Linked DNA regions of Mus musculus: region 1 is linked to region 2. Evidence: chromatin contacts called from public promoter capture Hi-C data. All regions are on one chromosome and are shown on one strand. The core of a region is the stretch at or near the end of the contact, and the rest is flanking DNA. Distances in the headings are between cores, read along the strand shown.

Region 1 (6,656 bases), core at 3,119-5,618, 220 kb after region 2:
CTCTTTTTATCCTGGCCTCTACAGCCAGCATTGCAGTTAGATTGTATGTATATGTGCGCACACGTGCATGTGAGCATTGACTTGTTTGTGTATGTCTGCATATGTGTAGAGGCCTGAGGACAACTATAGATAGGTGTTGGTCCATCTACCTTGTTTTTGAAGACAGGCTCTCTTAGTGGCCTAGAATTTGCCAAGTAGGCTAGGCTGATTGGCAGTGAGCTCCATCAGTGCAGCCTCAGTGCTCAGTGCCAGTGCGCACCACTGCGCCCAGCTGGCCACCAAGCTCAGCATTTATGCGTGTAAGGCAAGTGTGCCTTACCAACACAGCCCTCTCTAACTCTAGATTTTTTTTTTTTTGAAGACTAATTCTCCTCTTACCCCATAGTTTTGGCTAGTATTTAAAATTCATTACTGAATTGATGATTGTGCTACGTCTAATGCTTTGGAGAAGTCGCTAAATGTGAACATGTTGCTACGTGCCCTGTAATTTCCAAGGCAGTTACAAGCATTTAAAACTGTTTAGTCTTGAGTGTGTGTTTGGTGTGTTGTACGGTGTATAGAGAGCACATACGAGGTCAGAGAACAACTGACTCTCTCCTCCTTCCACAGTTGGTTCCTGGGAGCAAACTCAAGTTATCAGGCTTGCTCAGTTTTAAGAGGCTTTTTGTTTTGTGTTTATTTATTTGAAAGAGGGTCTCATGTAGTCCAGGCTGGCCTCAAACTTGCTATGTATCTGAAGACCATCTTGAATGCCTTCACCTCCCAGTTGTACCACCACATCACAGCTATGCCATGCTAGGGACCAAACCCAGGGCTTCCTGTACACCAAGGCACTGTGCCAAGTGAGTCACAGCCGTGGCCATGACGTAAGTTTGCGGCGGAGCCTGGCGAACTTTAGAGGGCTGGTCTGTGAATCTCTTGAAACAGTGACCGGCTTGGAAGATATGTGCCATTTCCTCAAGAGTGGTCTGCTTTCTTTGATCAGTATTTCCAAGGATTTGCTGACTGAAACAAAAGGTTAGATGATCACTGTACTTGCTATAAAGGGCACTTTAATTAACATGAATGATAACATGTTTCCCTCTCCATATGTGTTTGTCAGTGAGTTAGAAGACTGCCCACTATATTTCCAGCAGGGAGCTCTTGAGTCCTCTTGGATTATGGGAGCTCTTGAGTCCTCTTGGATTATACAGTCTCTATCAGTCAGTTTTCCTGCTTACTTTTTCCCTCCTCCCCTTTTTTCTTCTCTCCTGTTCTTTCCTCTCTGGCCCGTCTCTTTTTATCACTCTGTAGACCAGGCTGGCCTTGGACTCAGTGATGTACCCTGGGCACCTTCCCCATGCCAGGATTAAAGGTGTGCCAGGTGAATCATTTGTTATTTTGCTTTTGTGTGATTTCAAGGCATATTAAACCTGGCAAGTTTTAATATACACTTTAATGTTAGGAATTATGCCCCCACCATTGTCTGTTGCCCATTGTCTGGAACCTCTGAATTTGACTAAATTTAAAAAGAAGACCCTTATGGAGGAGAAATGACTTAAGATGAGGCTGCCGGGTCAAGCGCTAACCCAGTGAAGTCCTATGCTCAGCTGTCCCATTTTCTCATGGAGTTACCATAAATTCCTTCATTTTGGCAATTAGTTGTTTCATCTTATTTATGGTATAAAATTCATACAGCAACCTTGAGGCAGTTCTAAGATGGAAGCTGTGAACATCAGACTCTTTAGAGCTGCATGTTTTCAAAGACCATTCTCCCTGGTTTCTTGTTTGCTTGGTTTTTGGTTTTGTTTTTAAAGAGATAACTAATTTTTCCTCACTATGCACTACTAAACCACTTAATCATCACGGGACAAATTCAGCCATCAAGGCTTTGGTGAATGCTCCTTTAAAGCCATGTGTGAATGGATAAGGCCAAGCGTCTATAGCCTGGCTACATGGGTAGTCAGAGATATTGAAAACCCGAGTTCAAAGCTACCCTGAGCTACAAATCAAGACTCCACTCTCTTAAATTGAAGAAAAAATAAGAGCTGAGCTTCCTCCCCATGAAGTCCTCACCTGGTCTTCTGGAGCTCATTTTAAGAGGCTATTTTTCTCAGATGGGATTTTTTTTTTTTTTTTGTGATGCCTGAGATCTGGACACGTTCTGTCAGTACTCAGAGGGATATGGCGTGCTTTCTCGTGGGCCTCTGTCTGTGTTCCTACCCTCCTGGTCCTGGCACCTTTCCAGTTAATAGTAGTGGAGTGGGTGTCTTGTGCTTTCTTTGAGACTCACTGATCTGATAATGTCAGCCCATCACTCTTCTGGTGTGCACAAAGAGAGACTGATGTCATGTTAGAGGCAGAGCTGCCTTGATGACTCCCCCAGCGTCCTGTGTCATTTTGTCTGTACTGTACGTGAGCCGAGATGGCTTTGTTGTTACTTTGCTGATTTCTCTATGGAGCCTTTATGTGGTGTTCAGGCTGGCCCTTAGCTCCAGAGCTAACACAATCTTACCTCATCCTCCTGAGTAGCTGGGACTTCAGGTGTGTGCTCCATGCCCAGCAGCAACCTGTGGTAGGCAGTTTGAATTTTTGTTTTGTTTTGTTTTGTTTTGTTTTGTTTTGTTTTGTTTTGTTTTGTTTTGTTACTTTGTAGTCCAGGCCAGCCTGTAAATTCTTGATTCTCTTACCTTAGCCTCTTAAGTGTTTAATTTACAGGTATGAGCCACCTTACCAAGTTGCCTTCTTTTTTTTAAAGAGGGGGACATAATCTAAGATATTCTATATATTTTAAAGAGTTATGTGTATGCATGTTGGCTTGTTTGAGTGTGCACCACATTTGTGCCTGGTATCCTTAGAGGCCAGAAGAGGGTGTTGGTGGGTCCAATGGAATTGGAGTTATAGAAACCAACTCCCATCTTTTGTAAGGGCTCCAACTACTCTTAACAACTGAGCCATCTTTCCGGCTCTGAACCTGCAGCTTTACTCCCTGTATAATCTCAATTTATCATAACCGTTGGTTCCTAGAAGTCAGTGTAGCAATTATTTGTCATATTATCGTGACAAACACCCGGGCAAGAGCCAACTTAAGGAAGGGTTCACTCTGATTCTCAGTTCCAGAGGCTCCAGGAGATGGCGCGGGTGGGGGAGGGGAGGCTTACCTTACCTCACAGCAGAGAGGCAGGTAAGACCACCTCAGCTAACCTCGTTTAGAAGCTCCTCACAGACTGATTCTAAGTCCCATCAGCTGACAATCAGGATTAACTATAAATCATTTGCCTCCTCTGACTGAACAGATTCAGAGCCGCCCACAAGTATGTTGTTGGATTGCTAATCATTCGTGCGGTGCTCTGGTGAAGAAGATGCAGTACAGATTTTCTGGGAGCTTTTTTTTGAACATTTGAGACAGGGTCTTCAATTTGTAAACTCTGTTTTTTTTCCTATTCTCATCACGTATTCCCTTTAAATTCCTTACGGCTCACGTTTATCCCTCTACATAGTTATTACACGGCAGTAAGTGCCTGCAACCTAGCCTGTGGGAGGCTGAGGTAGCAGAGTGCCCTGGGGGCACCAAGACCAGGGCTAGATAGAGGTCACCTGCATCCCGCCCTATACACATGAAAGAGCACTTTGGCTTTTTTGAGGATTGTGTTTATACACAATTTTTGGTGGGGGTTGTGCTTGTGGCATGTATGAGGTAGGTCTCATAGCCCAGGCTGGCATGGAATGTAATATAACTAGCCTGACTTTGAACTCAGCCATCCTGCTTCATCCTTCCTGAAAGTTAGGATTACAAGTGTGACCTACCACACTCCACCCATTTTCTAATCCTTTGAGGCTTAACTTGTGATTGTATACTATCTTGAGATGACAGTTCTCCTGCTGTTTGTGTATTTACTTTGATGTGTGTGTATGAGTGTTCGCCTGCATGCATGTATGTAAACCAGTACCATATGCATACCTGCTGCCCACACAGGTATGGTTGGCATTGGATGCCCTGAAATTGGTTACAGATGGTTGCAAGCCATTCTGTGGTGCTGGGAAACTCTAACCACTGACATCTCTCCTGCCCCCTCCCAGGTTTCTATGAGCTGTCTAATAAATACATAGTGTCTAATCAGAATACATGGAGCTTTTGAAAACTCGATTTTGGCCATCACTGTGTGAAGCTGTCTAGGTTTGAGTTGCTTAGTTGACAGTCTCACCATATTCGTGGATATTGAGTGTGATAGGTGTCTCTTCGGGCCGAGCTTCTGAAAACTGCTCTGACCAGTACATTCACTCTCTGCACTGCGGTTCCTCACGGGGGCACCAAGGACTCCACCACCAGCTGACGCTGTCCTCAGAAAATGTTAGGCCTTTCCCTTCTCCTAACCACATTCTACCTTTTCATTGATTATTGAACATGTGAACTTCAGCATGTGAGTGAGGGACTATGTGCTGTTACAGAATGTGTCAGCATCGAGTCCTGTTTGTTTTGGCTTTTTGAGGTAAAGTGTGTTTTTTCTATTATAAAAGTTATGCACATGTTTATCATGCAGAATCTTGGGAGGCTTCTGTTTAGACTGCGTATTTCCTATTGAAATGCTTCGGTGACAGCTGCCTTCATCGTCCTTCGCTCTTATCTGCTTGACCTCAGTTATCTCCTGTTTGCAGGCACTCCAGCTGCACGTTTGTTTCTGCGAAACTGAACTTACCTCTGCCTCCTCTGTGCAGATCTGAGCAGCCATCTGCTTTCCATCCACCAAGAGGAACCTCTCTCTTTTTTTTTAAAGATATTTTCTTTATATACATTTCAAATGCTATCCCAAAAGTTCCCTATACTCTCCTTCCGCCCTGCTCCCCTACCCACCCTCCCACTTCTTGGCCCTGGCGTTCCCCTGAACTGGGGCATATAAAGTTTGCAAGACCAAGGGGCCTCTTCCCAGTGATGGCCAACTAGGCCATCTTCTGCTACATATGCAGCTAGAGACATGAGCTCTGGGGATACTGGTTAGTTCATATTGTTGTTCCACCTATAGGGTTGCAGACCCCTTCAGCTCCTTGGGTGCTTTCTCTAGCTTCTCCATTGGGGGCCCTGTGTTCCATCTTATAGATGACTGTGAGCATCCACTTCTGTATTTGCCAGGCACTGACATAGCCTCATGTGAGACAGCTATACCAGGGTCCCTTCAGCAAAATCTTGCTGGCATATGCAATAGTGTCTGGGTTTGGTGGCTGATTATGGGATGGATCCCCGGGTTGGGTAGTCTCTGGATAGTCCATCCTTTTGTCTTAGCTCCAAACTTTGTCTCTGTAACACCTTTCATGGGTATTTTGTTCCCTATTCTAAGGAGGAATGAAGTATCCACCCGTTGGTCTTCCCTCTTCTTGATTTTCTTGTGTTTTGCAAATTGTATCTTGGGTGTTCTATGTTTCTGGACTAATATCCACTTATCAGTGAGTGCATATCTAATGACTTCTTTTGTGATTGGGTTACCTCACGAAGGATGATATCCTCCAGATACATCCATTTGTCCAAGAATTTCATAAATCCATTGTTTTTAATAGCTGAGTAGTACTCCATTGTGTAAATGTACCACATTTTCTGTATCCATTCTTCTGTTAAGGGACATCTGGGTTGTTTCCAGCTTCTGGCTATTATAAATAAGGCTGCTATGAACATAGTGGAGCATGTGTTTTTATTACCAGTTGGAACTTCTTCTGGGCATATGCCCAGGAGAGGTATTGCTGGTTCTTCCGGTAGTATTATGTCCAATTTTCTGAGGAACCTCCAGACTGACTTCCAGAGTGGTTGTACAAGCTTGCAATCCCACCAGCAATGAAGGAGTGTTCCTCTTTCTCCACATCCTCGCCAGCATCTGCTGTCACCTGAATTTTTGATCTTAGCTATTCTGACTGGTGTGAGGTGGAAACTCAGGGTTGTTTTAATTTTTATTTCCCTGATGATTAGGGATGTTGAACATTTTTTCAGGTGCTTCTCAGCCATTTGGTATTCCTCAGGTGAGAACTCTTTGTTTAGCTCTGAGCCCCATTTTTTAATGGGGTTATTTGATTTTTCTGGAGTCCACCTTCTTGAGTTCTTTATATATATTGGATATTAGATCCCTATCTGATTTAGGATAGGTAAAGATCCTTTCCCAATCTGTTGGTGGCCTTTTTATCTTATTGACAGTGTCTTTTGCCTTACAGAAGCTTTGCAATTTTATGAGATCCTATTTGTCAATTCTTGATCTTACAGCACAAGCCATTGCTATTCTGTTTAGGAATTTTTCTCCGGGAATCTCTCTTCATGCAGTTGTTGAAGCCATAAATTTGAGGATCCTTGATGCTTCTCTACCCTCTAATTGTAATGGAGTTAGAATCTTGCTTGTTTACAAACCATCTCTCTACTATTAGTCCCTTAGTTCGCTCTCTTCTTACTTACCTGCCTGCATTTTCCTAAAACATCTACTTTTGAGCCTCTCAGGACTTAGTATGTCTTCCTTCTGGGTTTACCTTAGAAAGTAAAGCCTCTTAGACCTGTAGCTCAATGCCAGCAGCCTGTCCTCTAACCTGCCCACTCCTCTCTCCTTCCTCTTGGCTCTGGGCACCTGTACTGCCCCATGTAACCTGTCATGGTCTGTAGTGATTGTTTCGTTTTCTGCTGCTTTGTAGCAGTCACTGTGTCTTACAGT
Region 2 (6,617 bases), core at 195-2,694:
ATAGAGTTCTGTAATGCTCTGAAAAACTGATAGTTAAGGGTAATAAATACAGCAAGGATTGAACCCATATAATTGTTGACGTCAGGTCCTCCTCTGATTTACTAATTGAGCAAGAAGGGTACGGTGTGCGGTTAGCATTTTATGGCCTCTGAGTTATAAGTGAATCCGTTCCAAAGGCTTATCCTCTGGTGCTATGTAACACCTGTGGGAAACCATTCAGTAAGGAGAATGAGTAGGCTTAAAGGCAGTGAAGAATCCACAGGATTTAAAAAAAAAAATGCTTTTTTTGATTCAGAATTCAAATAGCCAAAGTTCTTTTGTTGCCTTTAGTGCTACTATGTGAGGGCTGTAAAGTACCATCTCTCTCCTTTTAGATAGATAGGTTGACGCATATAAACATTTTTATTTTGTTGAAATTGCATTAGAAATACCAAGCAGAGCGTGTGAGGCTGGGTAGGAGTTGGTAAATGACTTCTGTCTCCTTGCCTTGTCCTAGCTTGCCTAGGTTATAAACTTAGCAGTTGCTCAGGTTCCCCTAAGTCCGTCTAAGGTTAGATTGATTATCAGATTCCTGACGCCGTGCTTCGAGTCCTATTCAGGCAAAGGAGGTAGATGCATCGCTAAAGGAGACTGCAGTAGGGAGGCTGAAGGAGTCGCCACCAGCACAGCTATCCGTGACACTGTTCTTACTGTAGATTGTACCTGAACAGAAAAAATGCCATTTCTTGCCTCTTTTACCAATTTTAAGGTTTCATCATCTAGTTTATATTAATTCAAGGAACTAGCCATCTCTTCCTTAAACATTTGGATAACAGTCTGAATTAATGCCCAAGAGACCCAAAATTGAACAAGTCCCTTTTCTGGGCACCATTTATCACTGCTAAAGAGGCAGTGGGTCCTAGAAGAATGGAGCAGATAAATGAGGTAGGCCACAGGCAGACATTAGTCAAAGCTCGGGGAATCCTGAGGAAGAGGGAGAAGGAGGATTGTAGGAGCTAGAGTGGACAAGGACACCAAAAGAACATGGCCCACAGAATCAACTAACCAGGCTCATAGGGGCTCTCAGAGACTGGGTAGACAATCAGGGAGCCTGCATGGGTCTGAACCAGGCCCTCTGCGTGTATGTTATTGTTGTGTGGGAGCAGGGCTGACTGACGCTTTCGCCGGCTTTGGAGGTGCTTTTCCTCCTATTGGGTTGCTTGTTCCACCTTGATGTGAGAGCATGTGCCTGGTCTCACTGACTTTCTGCACCAGGTAACTCCCTGCTCTTTTCTGAAAGGGAAGGAGTGGGTGTGGGGAAGAGGAGATGGAGAGGAGGGAAGGGAAACTGGCTGGAGTGTAATATATGAGAAAAGAGGAAATGAATGAGTCTCATCAGCAGTCCACCTATCTCAGCACCTCAGACAATCTATACTCTGAGAGTTACGGGATTCATATGAGTAAGTGTCTCGTCACAAGGGCAAGGTTCTTAGAGTGTGCTTGGACACAGTATAAACAAAAACCTGCAGTGTGTGTTTTTGTTTTGCTTTTGTCTCCAAATCTCAAACTAGAAACAATAATCATGCTTAAACATCAGAAACATTTTCAGGAGTATTAATAACAAGACCCATGTACTACCATCACTGTTTAACCTTCCGTTACTTGAGTCCTAGCTGATGAAAAAGAGAAAGGATCTGTTGGTATTGGGAAAATACGATAAAGCCGTTGCCTGGCAATGATAGGATCAACTGGAAAAACTTTTTCAGGGAAGAAAATAATCCAGTAATGTCATAGCTTGCAAAAGCTATATTCTGCTCAGATATGAGTAACCAGTTAGAGAAATGGCTCAAGGGACCTATTTACAGCCACATGAAAAGAAAGGTACAGCAAGGTGGGTGTAGCGGTTCACGCAGCTCCCAGGTGCTGTACTGTTGAAGCTCAGTCCAGCCTGGGAGCAGTGACACCTAAGAAGGAAAGCACATGTCGGTATCTGCCTGTACCTTGTTCTGGATGAGGTCTGATGATGTTTTAAACACATCTGCTATCTCCCAAACTTCATCAACAAACAGGTATTTCCCACCGGAACATTGGGTGTTTTGTTCTTACTACCAAAACAAAACCCTGGGAAAAGTAACCATGAAATTCAGGAAGAGTTGAAGAAACTACAAGGAAGCTAGCACAACTCTTTAAAACACAAAGGGATCCTAGTTTTATGTGCGTGCTTCCTACAGGTGGGCAGGGGGAGAGTCCTCCATACTTGTGAGGATAATTGGATCTGCTGCCTGGTCAGCTGGGGTCAGCCTGTACCTGTGTTTGAGCCTCTGCTCTGTTTAAACAAGTTGACCTTCGTTTCCTGCACCTGTAAGCTGGGGTGTTAATAACGTTTGCATTGTAGAAAATACCCCTGTTTACAGTAAACATTCAGTAAATACTGTTGCCGGTGGCAGCAAGAGTTTTAAAGGACTAAGTTATTACTTACTACTTAGAAGAATTGTGAAATGGTAAACATGCTAAACCACAAGCATACCGGGTGGTGGCAGCGCACGTCTTTAATCCCAGCACTTGGGAGACAGAGGCGGGCAGATTTCTGAGTTCGAGTGAATTCCAGGACAGCCAGGGCTACACAGAGAAACCCTGTCTCGAAAAACCCCCCAAAAAACCCACAAGCATACTCTTGAAGTGGTTATCTTTGTTAAGCACAAAATTGAGTTCACAAGTAGGAACAGATTAATAAGCTACAAAAGATTAAAATTTGTAACACTAAAAGAAATACCATTTAAGAAAGTTAAAAGGACCTTTGCAGAAAGTTCTTGTCTCATAAAACAGCTAGTGTTCTTTCCATGTAACAAAATGGAGTGATGTGTTATTACCAATTATGAAATGATGGGGGGGGTTGCTATCTTATTCTGGTCTTATAAGTCAATGACCATTAAAACAGACGAAAAAAGGACAGCAGGGCTCAGATGACTGAAAAGGAGTGGACAGCTTCTAGGGTGGTAGAAGTGGATCTCGTTAGAGTGGCCAGAGCTTAAGGTGAACACTTAATCTTTCTACTTTATCCACTGTTGATTACACTTCAACTTGAGAATTGGTAAGGGATGGGGCACCACATAAACCAGCAGGATCAGAAAGTCAAGGATGCCGGGCGGTGGTGGCACACGCCTTTAATCCCATCACTCGGGAGGCAGAGGCAGGCAGATTTCTGAGTTCGAGGCCAGCCTGGTCTACAAAGTGAGTTCCAGGACAGTCAGGGCTACATAGAGAAACCCTGTCTCGAAAAACAAAAGAAAGGCAAGGACATCCCCTACTACATAACAAGTTCAAGGATAGTCTGGTATACACAAGATCCTGTTTCAAAAAAAATAAAGATTGATTAGGGCACTTGCCTAGCACAAATAAGGCCCTAGATTCCATCTCTGGAACTACGGTTGATCATGACGCAGTGCCCGAGCTCCATCATCCAGTGATGGCCGAATAGTCACAGGAAGTGAATATAATCAGGGCCTGAGTTTATCAAGATTTGGTAATGTCCAGAGGTCGAAGGAGAGTTTGGAGGTCACAGCATAGGTTTGCATAGGTTGTGCCAGGAGGGCTTCAGGTGAGCCGGCGTGTTTGGCTCTAGTCCACTCCAGGGGCTTCTTCTGATTATGCATAATTAGATTTGAGGGAAAAGAAGTGTGCATTTGCTGTGCCACTGTTTAAAAGAACCTATGCTGCCACAGAAGTCAGAGTAACGAGTACCATTTTACAGATTGAGCAGATTATAGTTAGGAATGAATATATATACATACATACATACACATATACATACACTCACACATGTGTAACAATTTTAAAAAGAGCACATGAATTTGAAAAAGGAAGAAGGGGGAAAGGGAGATGATCTAGTTATAATCTCAAAATTAAATTTTTCTTAAAAGCTGAGCAAGCCACTAAAAGGCGTTTGTTCATGGCCTTTGCTTCAGTTTATAACACTAGGTTCCTGCCTGATTTCCCTCAGTAATGAACTATGACCTGGAAGTTGTAAAATAAATACACCCTGCCCTGGTGCCCCTCCCCACCAGAAAGAAGGAAGGAGAGAGAAATGAGTCCATTGTGGGTCTGGCTGGACTGTTGTGTACAGGCAGTGTGGAAGCTTGAAGGAGTTTCTACCGAGGGTCTTAGTCCTGCAGAGTCGCTTGAACCCAGGACTTTGAGATTGTCTTGGGCAGTGAGAGCCTACTGGTAGATAATATACAATCATGAGAAGAAAGAAATTGGTATAGTTATTGGTTATCTTAATTTTTTTTGTTTTTGTTTTTTGGTTTTTCGAGACAGGGTTTCTCTGTATAGCCCTGGCTGTCCTGGAACTCACTTTGTAGACCAGGCTGACCTCGAACTCAGGAATCCACCTGCCTCTGCCTCCCGAGTGCTGGGATTAAAGGCGTGTGCCACCACTGCCCGGCTCTTAATTTTAGTAGAAACTTTTTTCTATATAAAAGAAAACATTATTCTAGCAGTCCTGAGGCAGAAGCAGGGGGAATCTTTGAGCTCAAGGCCAGCCTGGTCTAAGAGAGAGTTTCAGGACAGCAAGGGCTACACAGAGAAACCCCATCTTAATCCATCAGAAACAAAGAAATGAGAAATATTCCATGTAAGTAAAATGTATACACCAAAACCAGTCCTTCTAAAATATATAAGAAATATAAAAACTAATTTTGACTTTTTCTTTTCTTTTTTTTTTTTTTTTTTTTTAGGAAAATGTCAGATGAATTTTCGGTAAGTTGAACCTTGTTTTTTGTTTTTGGGTATTTTTATGGAAAACATAGTCCTGGCAAGAAATGTGGTGCATGCTTGGAATGTCAGCCCTGTAAAGGTTGGAGTAGGAAGAGGGTGAGGTCCAAGCAAGCCTGACTATGCCTGACTCTCTCCTTATAAATAGAGGGAAAACTTTGAAAACATGGTTTTAACTGTAAAATATCTAAGTCTTTTTTTCTTAAAAAGATAAGCATAAGATAGAGCATAACTTTGTTTGAGAGTCATTTTTTGTATGTGTGTTAGTGTATGCCATATGTGTGCAGGCGACCTTAGAGGGAGGAGATGTTGGATCCCATGAAACTGGAATTACAAGTAGTTGTGCTGGAACCATCCCTCCAGCCTCTGGCCCTTGACAAGTGTGCACGTGTGTGTGTGTGTGTGTGTGTGTATGTATGTGTGCGTGCACACACACACTCATGCACTCACTCAGATCAATGACTGTAAAGTATCTAGGCATGGTTATAAAGCCTTTAATGAAATTTTTTCTTTTTGGCCTGGCAATAATATTACAATCCCAACATTTATTGAGAGTTATTGGCCAGGCATAGTGGTATGGTACAGCACTTGAGAGGTAGAGGCAGCAGAATTACAAATTTAAGGTCGGAGCTACAGAGATGACTCAGGGGTTAAGAGTACTTAGTGCTCCACTGAATGCCAAGAAGACACACACCCATGTTAGCATTCCCAGTATCCACAACATAGAAAGAGGTAATTACCTCTGAAGTTTGTCCTCTGACCTTCTTGCATGGGCCCCCACACAAACATAAATTTCTGTGCCCAGAAATAAATAAACATAGATCATACTTTGGTGGGGGGGGGGAGTACTTAGTGCTCTTGCAGGGAATCTGAATTTGGGCCCCGCTGTACATCAGGAGGCTCATAACCACCTGTAACTCCAGGTCAGGAGACCTAGCACCCTTTGGCCTCTGCCAGCACCAGGCATGCGTGTGATGTGTCTAAACCCACGAAGGCACATTGTTCCAGTTGGCTTTCTGTTTCCATGATGAAGAGCATGATCAAACGCAACTTAGGAAGGGAAGGGTTGCTTTCATCCTCCAGCTTGAAGTCCATCATAAAGCGAAGCCAGGACAGGGCCTGGAAGCAGGGACTAGAACAGAAGCCGTGGAGGGGCACTGGCTTGCTTCTTGGGATCACAGTTAGCTTCCTTTGTTATATCTCCAGTCATGATGTCTGCAGTGAACATTAATCAAGAAAATAACCAGGGTTTGCCTGCAGGCCAGTCTAGTAGAAGCATTTTATTAATTGAAGTTCACTCTTTCCAGATGAATCCAGCTTATATCAAGTTGGCAAAACAAACCAACCACCATGCACACATACATAAATAGAAATAAGTTGTTTTCAAAGTTCAGGGTCAGCCTGGGCTACATGAAATCTTGTCTCAAAAAGAACATATTTTGTTTTAAACTATTTATATACATTGCCTCATGTAGTGATGAACTTAACCCTAAAACTGGTTTTGAAACTAAAAAGTAAAGGCCGAGACTTCTCTGTAGAGATCATATCCTATTTACCACACTGCATTCTCTTCACGGTTCAGAAATGAAGAGTCTTAGAACTTGCTGTTCTTAAACAACAGTTGAGCTTTGGAGAATTTGCACTGTAGAGTTAACATTGAAGGTAACATCTCAAGTTCTTTAAGAAGAGGTTCTCAGATGAGTAGAGGCTTGTAATCCCTGGGTATTGTACATGGTTTGCATGGGATTATCCTGTGTTTGCTTTGACTTGCTCCTGGGTAAGAGGTAAGATGTACCTATTTTGTATTACAGTTGGCAGATGCGCTACCTGAACAGTCCTCTGCCAAACCGCCTGCTGTGACCAAT

Evidence for each region. Capture Hi-C pulls out chosen DNA fragments and counts their contacts.
Region 1: a promoter capture Hi-C map of liver shows a contact between it and region 2. The contact joins two enhancer-like sites. A contact is called at or near these places in 1 of 39 promoter capture datasets (embryonic stem cells), 1 of 484 Hi-C or Micro-C datasets (muscle stem cells), 8 of 115 datasets of contacts at active chromatin or transcription factors (bone marrow-derived macrophages, effector CD8 T cells, embryonic stem cells and 4 more) and 3 of 9 other capture datasets (adipose tissue, liver and pancreatic islet).

What each region holds. Positions count from the first base shown.
Region 1 is chr14:47,517,968-47,524,623 of GRCm38.p6, forward strand. The region is part of intron 1 of Fbxo34 (F-box protein 34); the gene reads left to right. Among named protein-coding and RNA genes, the nearest start is that of Gm35166, 13 kb to the left of the region's middle. Within about 2 kb of position 4,369, at least 24 of the 459 cell types and tissues checked have an H3K27ac peak or open chromatin away from gene starts, as enhancers often do. A contact at or near this core is called in liver, where this site is marked.
Region 2 is chr14:47,303,852-47,310,468 of GRCm38.p6, forward strand. Mapk1ip1l (mitogen-activated protein kinase 1 interacting protein 1-like) reads left to right here. Exons shown (of 4, transcript NM_178684.6): 2 at 4,716-4,737; 3 at 6,564-6,617. The coding sequence starts at 4,720. Among named protein-coding and RNA genes, the nearest start is that of Mapk1ip1l, 8.9 kb to the left of the region's middle. Within about 2 kb of position 1,445, at least 18 of the 459 cell types and tissues checked have an H3K27ac peak or open chromatin away from gene starts, as enhancers often do. A contact at or near this core is called in liver, where this site is marked.